Linked DNA regions of Arachis hypogaea: region 1 is linked to region 2. The links are chromatin contacts, called in public Hi-C maps. All regions are on one chromosome and are shown on one strand. The core of a region is the stretch at or near the end of the contact, and the rest is flanking DNA. Distances in the headings are between cores, read along the strand shown.

Region 1 (3,808 bases), core at 775-3,274, 350 kb after region 2:
TTTAAAATATACAAAAATATTTATAATAGAATATAATAAATTTAAAATATCTCATTATTTTGTTAATAATAAAAAATTATTTATATATTTAATTATGTTTTAACAGGCCCAGACAGGCCTGAAAGGCCAATAAGACTAATTAGTGAGTCTGGCCTGACCTATTAACATATTAAGACTTTTAAAAGAGTCTGAGCCTGTGCCTTTTTTATAACAGGCCAGGCTGCAGGCCCCTGACAAGCCGCCTGATCTTTTTTCACCCCTAGCCGGGCCGAGCCACTCATTTGACCGCTTAAGCATTGGACTTAGTAAAAATTGGGACGACACGGACGGGTTTTGATAAAAGTTGGTGACCCGACCTGTTTATATAACCTGAACTAGGTCATGTTTAATTTTTTTCAGAAGATTGAAAACGGCGTCGTTTCACCTTAGTTCACCGCCATTGCATGCTCGCCGTCGTCGTCGTCGTGCCTCTCATCGGATCCTCCGCATTGTGTGCTCGTGTCTAGCCGATCCTCCGTGTGAGCTTTGTTGCTCGCGGCTCTCTCACTTCCACGTTTGCTCGAGCGGTGCTTCCTCCGTTGCATCTCTCCCTCCTCGCATCCCTGCTCAAGCTTTGTCGTCTCTCGTGTGTTCATTGCCAGCGGTCTTGCTTTCTATCCCTCATATGCTGCTAGTTCCCCGCATTGTAAACATAAGGAGAAGGACTGCCGCAATGCCGCCAGCTTATTCGCGTCACATTCTTACTCCTTCTCCTTCATACTCTGTTCGTTGGAAGACCACCCCGAAAATTATTTAATCGACTGAAAACTCGGTCACCCAGTCACCTGGCCGGGCCAAGCCACTCTTAAGCATTGGACCCGATAAAAATCGGGCAGACACGGATGGGTTTCGATAAAAATCGGTGACCTGACAGGTTTATATAACCCGAATCGGGTCATTTTTTTAGAAGATTGAAAACAGCGTCGTGTCACTTTAAAACACCACCCCTCCCTTGCGTGCCCTAATGCTAATCACCCATGGTTCTAAAAATCGAACTGGACCAGCCGGTCCAACCGGTCTAATCTTGAACCGACAGCAATTACGGTTTAGTTAACCTTTAGAAATTATTTGTTAGAAAATCGTTGAAGAACCGCTAAACTGGACAAAATCTGGCCGGTTGGACCGGATTAGGAACCAGCCGGTTTGAAGTAAACGGTGTCGTTTACTCGTTTTTGGCTTAACACTCGAGCAGCTCTCTTCATCGATGTTCTAAAAACCAAACTGGACCGGTCAGTCAAACCGGTTCAACCGGGAACCGGCATGAAAAACGGTCCGGTCCTCCTCTTAAAATCACCATCCTCCAAACCGTTGGTTAACCGCTGATAGGGCTGGCAATTGGTAAGGTAGGGTAGGGTTTGGACTCTATCCTAACCCTACCTGCGGGTTGAAAATTTTATTAAAACTCTACCCTACCCTACCCGCGGGTTGAGAATCTCTCAACCCTAACCCTACCCGCACCCTAAAGTTCTAAACCCTACCCTACCCTACCATACCCGCAGAAATATCAAATTTTTTCAAAGTAAATATAAAATTCAATCATTTCAAATTTTATACATATTAATAATATAAAAAATAAAAAACTAATGTTCTAAATTATTAAATTAACTAACTAGTTTAGTGGTTGTTCACTTATTGTAAGTCATTACATAACTCTCACTTCCTTCACTATTTACCTAATTTTTATAAAATATGTGTTATATATGAGGTGCGGATAGGGTAGGGTAGAGTACACCCTAAACCCGTACCCTACCCTACCCGCAGGCATACCCGGACCGTACACTACCCTATCCGCTGCGGGTCGGGTAGCCTACCCTACCCGAACGGGTTGGACCGGGTTGGGTACTCGCGAGTAGGGTATAAATTGCCAGCCCTAACCGCTGAACCTTCCGATTATCGGCCGGTTGGACCGGGCCAGAAACCGACCGGTTCTTAAGAAACGCCGTCGTTTTCATTGTTTTAGAAAAAAAAAAAAAAAAAAAACCACCACCATTCCCCCACGCGAGTCCATCCCCACGACCCCACCTCCCAAACACCAAACACTCCTCGTTCGGAAAACACACTCAAGCCCTAAGGTTCCATACCTAAAACCCAGCTTCGTCAACGGAACCGCCGCCGCCGTCCGTGGTTGTCGGCGTCTTCGCGGCCTCCTCCTTCCCCTGTCCCAAAACCATACGGCCAGACCTTCTCTTTGTCTGCTCAGACGCGCTTCCGCCGCCGTTTGTTTGCCGTTCACGTTCGCCTCTTCGTTCAGTCGTCGTCTTCCTTCGCGTTCTTCGCCGTTCACGTTCGCTCGGTGTTAACCGTTCGCGTTCGCATTCGCATTCGCGTTCGTCTGGAAGCCACGTTGCTCTGCTTCAAACTCTGCGACCAACCCGCGCGCTCCACCTAGCCGTCGAACTGCTCTCTTTTGTCGCCGCCGTGAGTTCCCTAAACCCGCCACCAATACTCTACTTCAAACTCTGCAACTTCTGATTTCTATTACAATAAGTAACTATTTGATTTGGTAGTGGTTTGAATTTTTTTTTTCATAGATTATACAATTGCTATGTTCTTTTCTCTATCACATTGATATTAAGTTTTGAATTCTCTTATTTCGTTTTAATTTTACCGCACTCAACATGTTTGATGCAATGCTTTAACCATATTTCTGGTTGGTTTTATAATTTCTAGCTTTTAGAAACTTAGTAAGTTGATTTCATGTGAAATTAAGAATAATTGGATCTTAGTAATTAGGAAAGTTTAGGTGCACAAATAGCATCTTTGCAGAAAAGTGAGAAAACATATTAGCATGATGATTCCACTTGCATTAGTGTTCTTCTGCTAAATTTTAACTGTTATTGTGAACTTGTTAATTTGCTAATTGTTCTTGTGTTGTTGTTCTGTTGTTCTTCTGTTATCTTTAATTTTTTTGTTTTTGTTGTGATTTTCTGTTCTTTGTTTATGTTACTGATTCACTGTTCCTTCATTGCTTTTTTTTTGTTGTTAATCATTGTGACGAGCTTTGTTAAAATTGGGTTGAAAACTGTTAATCTTTCTTCATTTTTCACTGTTCTAACTTCTGTTCTTATTAAAAAATTTGCAATTGGTATCTGAAGTACCCGAACTGGTATTGTGCTGTGGCACTTGACCAAGCAGTTTGCTTGGAGGCTTTCATAGACCCTCCAGTTTATTGTCGAACATGGTACACTTGTAAAGTAGACTTGTCTACTTACTTTCTTTTAGGTTTTGTGTCATGTTTCAGGGATATGATTGGGTGGTTGAATTGTCCAGGCTTTACCTTCATCCCTGGCCAAGTCTAGTGAATCTCCTTTGGTTGGGGTTGATCACATCTTAACAGATCATCAGACCCTTATGGAACTAGCTGATGCTTCTGATTATGCACTGGCTCTGATGCCATCAGCTAAAGGACAGTTTTGAGCAAGTGATCCAAAATTTATTTGGCAGAAGCTTTGATCTAGAATGCAGTATCTGGGATTAAAAAAGGATACCACTCTACTCTAGCAGTAATGAAAAGCCCTCCCCTCCATTCTCCATTGCAGTATCTGATGCCATCAACACATGATTGATCTTTTGATTTATTATATGCTTTATGTTTTCATTGTTCTGTTCTTATGAAGAAAAAATTTGCAATTAGTGATTGTATGATTCATGTTTTGATTGTTCTGTTATATAAAAAAAATTCTGTTTTCATTGTTTTGTTCATTGTTTGGTTGCACTGTCCCTGTTCTTGATCTCCGCAGACTTGCTACCTCTCCTCCGTGTTGGATTC
Region 2 (3,996 bases), core at 756-3,255:
ATTGTCCTTGTTTCTTGTTATTGAGTTGCTGATATTACCGGGACAGATTTATTTAAAAGTGTGTGGGGGCAATTGCCCCCATTAAATTTTTATAAACAAATAATAAGCATATACATAAGTATACAATATCCCCTTAAAATAATAGGTTTTCCCCTATTTATTTTTTTTTAAATAAATATGTAAAAAATCTAGGTTATTAAATAACAATACAATGATAAAAATGATCGAATTATATAAATTTAATCTATTTATATTAGAAAAATAAATATGCTTGATTAAATAATAATAATAATTTAATTAGTTAATTATCTAAAATTAAATTTATTTTCTCAATAAAAATGAGACAGTTAGTATTTAATAATTTTTTATTTTAATTGAGATAATATATATTATATATCGTTTATTTATTTTTACTATTTATTTAATTTAGTTTTGGTATTATGTATAATAATTATTTTCATCAATTTTTTTTTTACCATGAATATTATAGTGTCAATTATGCAATTAAATGGCAAAAAATATTTAAATAATTAATTAATAGAAAAAAGATATTATTTATATTTATATATAAAAAATATGGTTGTTTGAATTAAATTTTTATTTTTTCGTAATTATTTTTGTGTTTCTTTTTTGAATCTTATATATTTTTTTATAGATTCTTTAATTATTGAGCTATGATTTTTTGTATTATATAAAAAATAATCAATAAAATGTAAATTGATGGACATAAAAGATATTTGACAAAAAAAATATTTTTAAATTAATATACTTTTTGATGTGTTAATTAAATTATTTAAAAATTGACTAATATATTTTAAATTTTTAATATTTAAATATATTTATGTTAAATTTTTATTATTTTATATATTATTTTTTTCTATTATTAAAATTTTTTAAATCTGTTACCGATTAGTAATATTTTAGATATGAATATAATAATTTTAATTTAAATAATATTTTAAAATTTATATTAGATTATAATTATATTTTTATGTATTTATTTATATTTTATTATAAAACAATTATTTTAGTTAAACTACCGTATAAAGATGTAACTAAAAAAACTTGATGATCGGTTCAATTTTTAAAATTGAGTAAAGTATTATTTTTTAAGTTTTAAAGTTGTTCCTAACGTTTCAATCGTTCTATTTAAGTTTCTAATGTTTTAAAAGTGACTCAATATTGTCCTGCCGTTAGGGATCCGTTAATAGAATTGACGGCGGGACAAAATTGAAACAATTTTGAAACATTAGGGACTTAAATAGGACGAAAACATTGGAGACAAAAATGATATATAGAAATAAATTTTAATTTTACCCTTCAATAATATCAATTTTTTACTATACATAGTATTCAATTATTTTTTAATCACATATAAGTAAATTACACTTAATCATATTACTTTCATTTTAAATAAATTAATTTTTTTATAATTTTACTCTTAAAGATTTTTAGTTATCATGAAATATTTGTAAAATGACTAGTATATAAACTTACAGAAAAGAAAAAATAATATATATACAATAAAATATAAATTATACCTTTTGTCTCTAATATATCAAAATTCTTTAAAATTATAAAAAAATAAATTTATTTAAAAAAAAGTAATGTGATTAAGTGTAATTTATTTAGATGTAATTAAAAAACAATTGATGAATTGAATACTATGTAAAGTAAAAAATTAATATTATTGAAAGATAAAATTAAATTAAAATTTATTTTTATGTATCGTTTTTGTCCCTAATGTTTTCGTCCTATTTAAGTCCCAAATATTTCAAAATCGTCTCAATTTTGTCCCGTCGTCAATTCTGTTAATGGATGCTAACGGTAGGATAACATTGAGTCAATTTTGAAACATTAAGGACTTAAATAGGACAATTGAAACGTTAAGAACAACTTTAAGACTTACCCCAAACGTTGGGACAAAAACAATACTTTACCCTTTAAAATTTTAGTTGAGGCAGAGAATCGCCTTAAAAAAACTACCGGTTAAATCGTCGGAACCGGCCCCATTTTAGGCACCCTGTTTGGCTCCTCTAATTTTTTTAAAAAACAAAAGAAGAAAAAGAAAAACGCCCAACAGAAGCACCCCTCCCCTTCTTTCGTTCACAAACCAAACCCAACCCTAAACCCTGAGCAGCAGCCACCCAGCCACCATCACCCAAAACACGTTTCATCAGCCCCCACCACTATCGGCGTCGGAGGTGACGACCAGCGGTTGCTATCTTCGCCTTTCGTAGGTCTGCTCGTCCCTCTTCTCCTGGATCCTTTCTCCTCGCGTGGCCGCTCTGTCCTCGTCGTCGTCGGCCGCCCTGAACTCGTCGTCTCTGTCTTCGAGCCATCTCTCTCGCTCACTGCGAAGTGTGAAAGTCCCTCTCTGCCGCGGTGGACTCTTTTGCCGCCGTGGATCTTCTCCTCGCCGTCGCAAACCGTTGCTCGTGGGCCCTGTTTTCGTCGGTCGCAAACGGTTGCTCGATCTTCTTCAAGCGCGTCCTCTCTCTCCATGAATCTCTGCCTGGAGCCTCGCCATCGCGAACTGATCCTCTTCCGAGCTCACTCTCTGTCCAAGCTCACTCTGTCACAGCCGTTCCTCCCTGGCCGTGTCTCCGGTAAGCCACTGCTTCTTCAGTTTCAATTTTTAAGATTCTGAGTTGAGTTTGTGTACTAGATTCTGAGTTGTGTGGTTGCTGATGTGATTCTGAGTTTAGTTTGGACGCTGAGTTTGAATTCTTTGCTTAGTTTTACTGTTTTTGGATTTTCTAGCTTTGGATGCTGAGTTTTTTGTTTTTTTAATTCTGATTTTTTGTTGTTAAATACTTGATTAGAAATCTTTGTTGAATTTTTTGTGATTGTGAATTCTTTGTTGCTAATAGTTTGAGTTTTTGTGTATGTTTTTTTTTCATTGTTGCTGATTACTTGATTATTAAAAGTTATTGCTGAAATTATTTTATTCTAAATTTTTGTTGCGGATGTGATGAGTATTGTATATTTAATTAAATGGGTTCAACTATGGTTTCACTCTGGTTGGACCATTAAACTATTGAACTAGTCACTTGACCGGTTCAATGACCTGCTTGGTTCTCGCAGCCTTGGTTTTAATTGTTGATGTGATGCTGATCTGAGTTAATGTTATTGATATTGTTAATTTGGTAATACGATAAATTGTTGTTGAGGTGCTGTTCTTTGACCATGTGTTTGTTAGGTTGCTGTATTTTTGCCTTGTTGATTTGAACAATTATTCGGATCTTAGTTCATGTTCTTGATCTTGTTAATTTGGTAATTTGATAAATTGTTGTTGGGGTGCTGTTCTTCGACCATGTGATTGCTAGATTGTTGTGTTTTTGCCCAATTATTAATTTGAATAATTATTCTGATCTGAGTTCATGTTCTTGAACTTGGTAATTTGTTAATTTGATAAATTATTGTTGTTGTGGTGTTGTTTTGATCTTGTGATTGTTAATTTGTATAATTGTTGTGATTTTTAATTGTTGAGTTTGTGTTTGGATGAGATTATAACATTGTGATTGATGTAGTACTTTTAATTTGGATGACATTTTAAAGTTTATATTATATTATAATTATGTTTTAGTGTCTTTATTTATATTTTATTTATTATTTTATTATAAAACAGTTATTTTGGTTGTAGCAGTGTACTAGGGAACTAGTAGCTAAACCAGTTCGGTTTTCAGAACCTTGTCGTAACTCATAACACGTCAAGCTACAACCATTAACACTCAAAACCCCTCCATTTCAAAAACCATCGATACCCATTATGTCCCATTTCCGGAAATTCCAATTAACACACTTCATCTCCAAAATTTCCCATACTTGCCTTAAACCTTCACAAAACCCTAGATTCCACAGCGCCAAATCTGCACCCCAATCCGCACAAAAAAACTGTGATTTCAAGTTCCCCTCGAAGGTCAGAAGGGAAGCACAAGCCGCATTGCTCGAGTACCTTCATTCCACAAGGAGCTTGCAGTTCCTTGACGCAGA

What was found. Hi-C and Micro-C count contacts between places; a contact is called where the count stands out from the background.
Region 1: a Hi-C map of an unstated tissue shows a contact between it and region 2, with 4 times the contacts expected there. The contact joins the promoter of LOC112779418 here to the promoter of LOC112775475 in region 2. A contact is called at or near these places in 3 of 8 Hi-C or Micro-C datasets (leaf and an unstated tissue).

The regions. Positions count from the first base shown.
Region 1 is chr19:128,855,699-128,859,506 of arahy.Tifrunner.gnm2.J5K5, forward strand. It overlaps LOC112779418 (pentatricopeptide repeat-containing protein At2g20540), which reads left to right and starts at 2,025. Exons shown (of 8, transcript XR_011877004.1): 1 at 2,025-2,457.
Region 2 is chr19:128,509,901-128,513,896 of arahy.Tifrunner.gnm2.J5K5, forward strand. LOC112775475 (transcription termination factor MTEF18, mitochondrial) reads left to right here and starts at 2,006. Exons shown (of 3, transcript XM_025819102.3): 1 at 2,006-2,609; 2 at 3,647-3,996. The coding sequence starts at 3,773.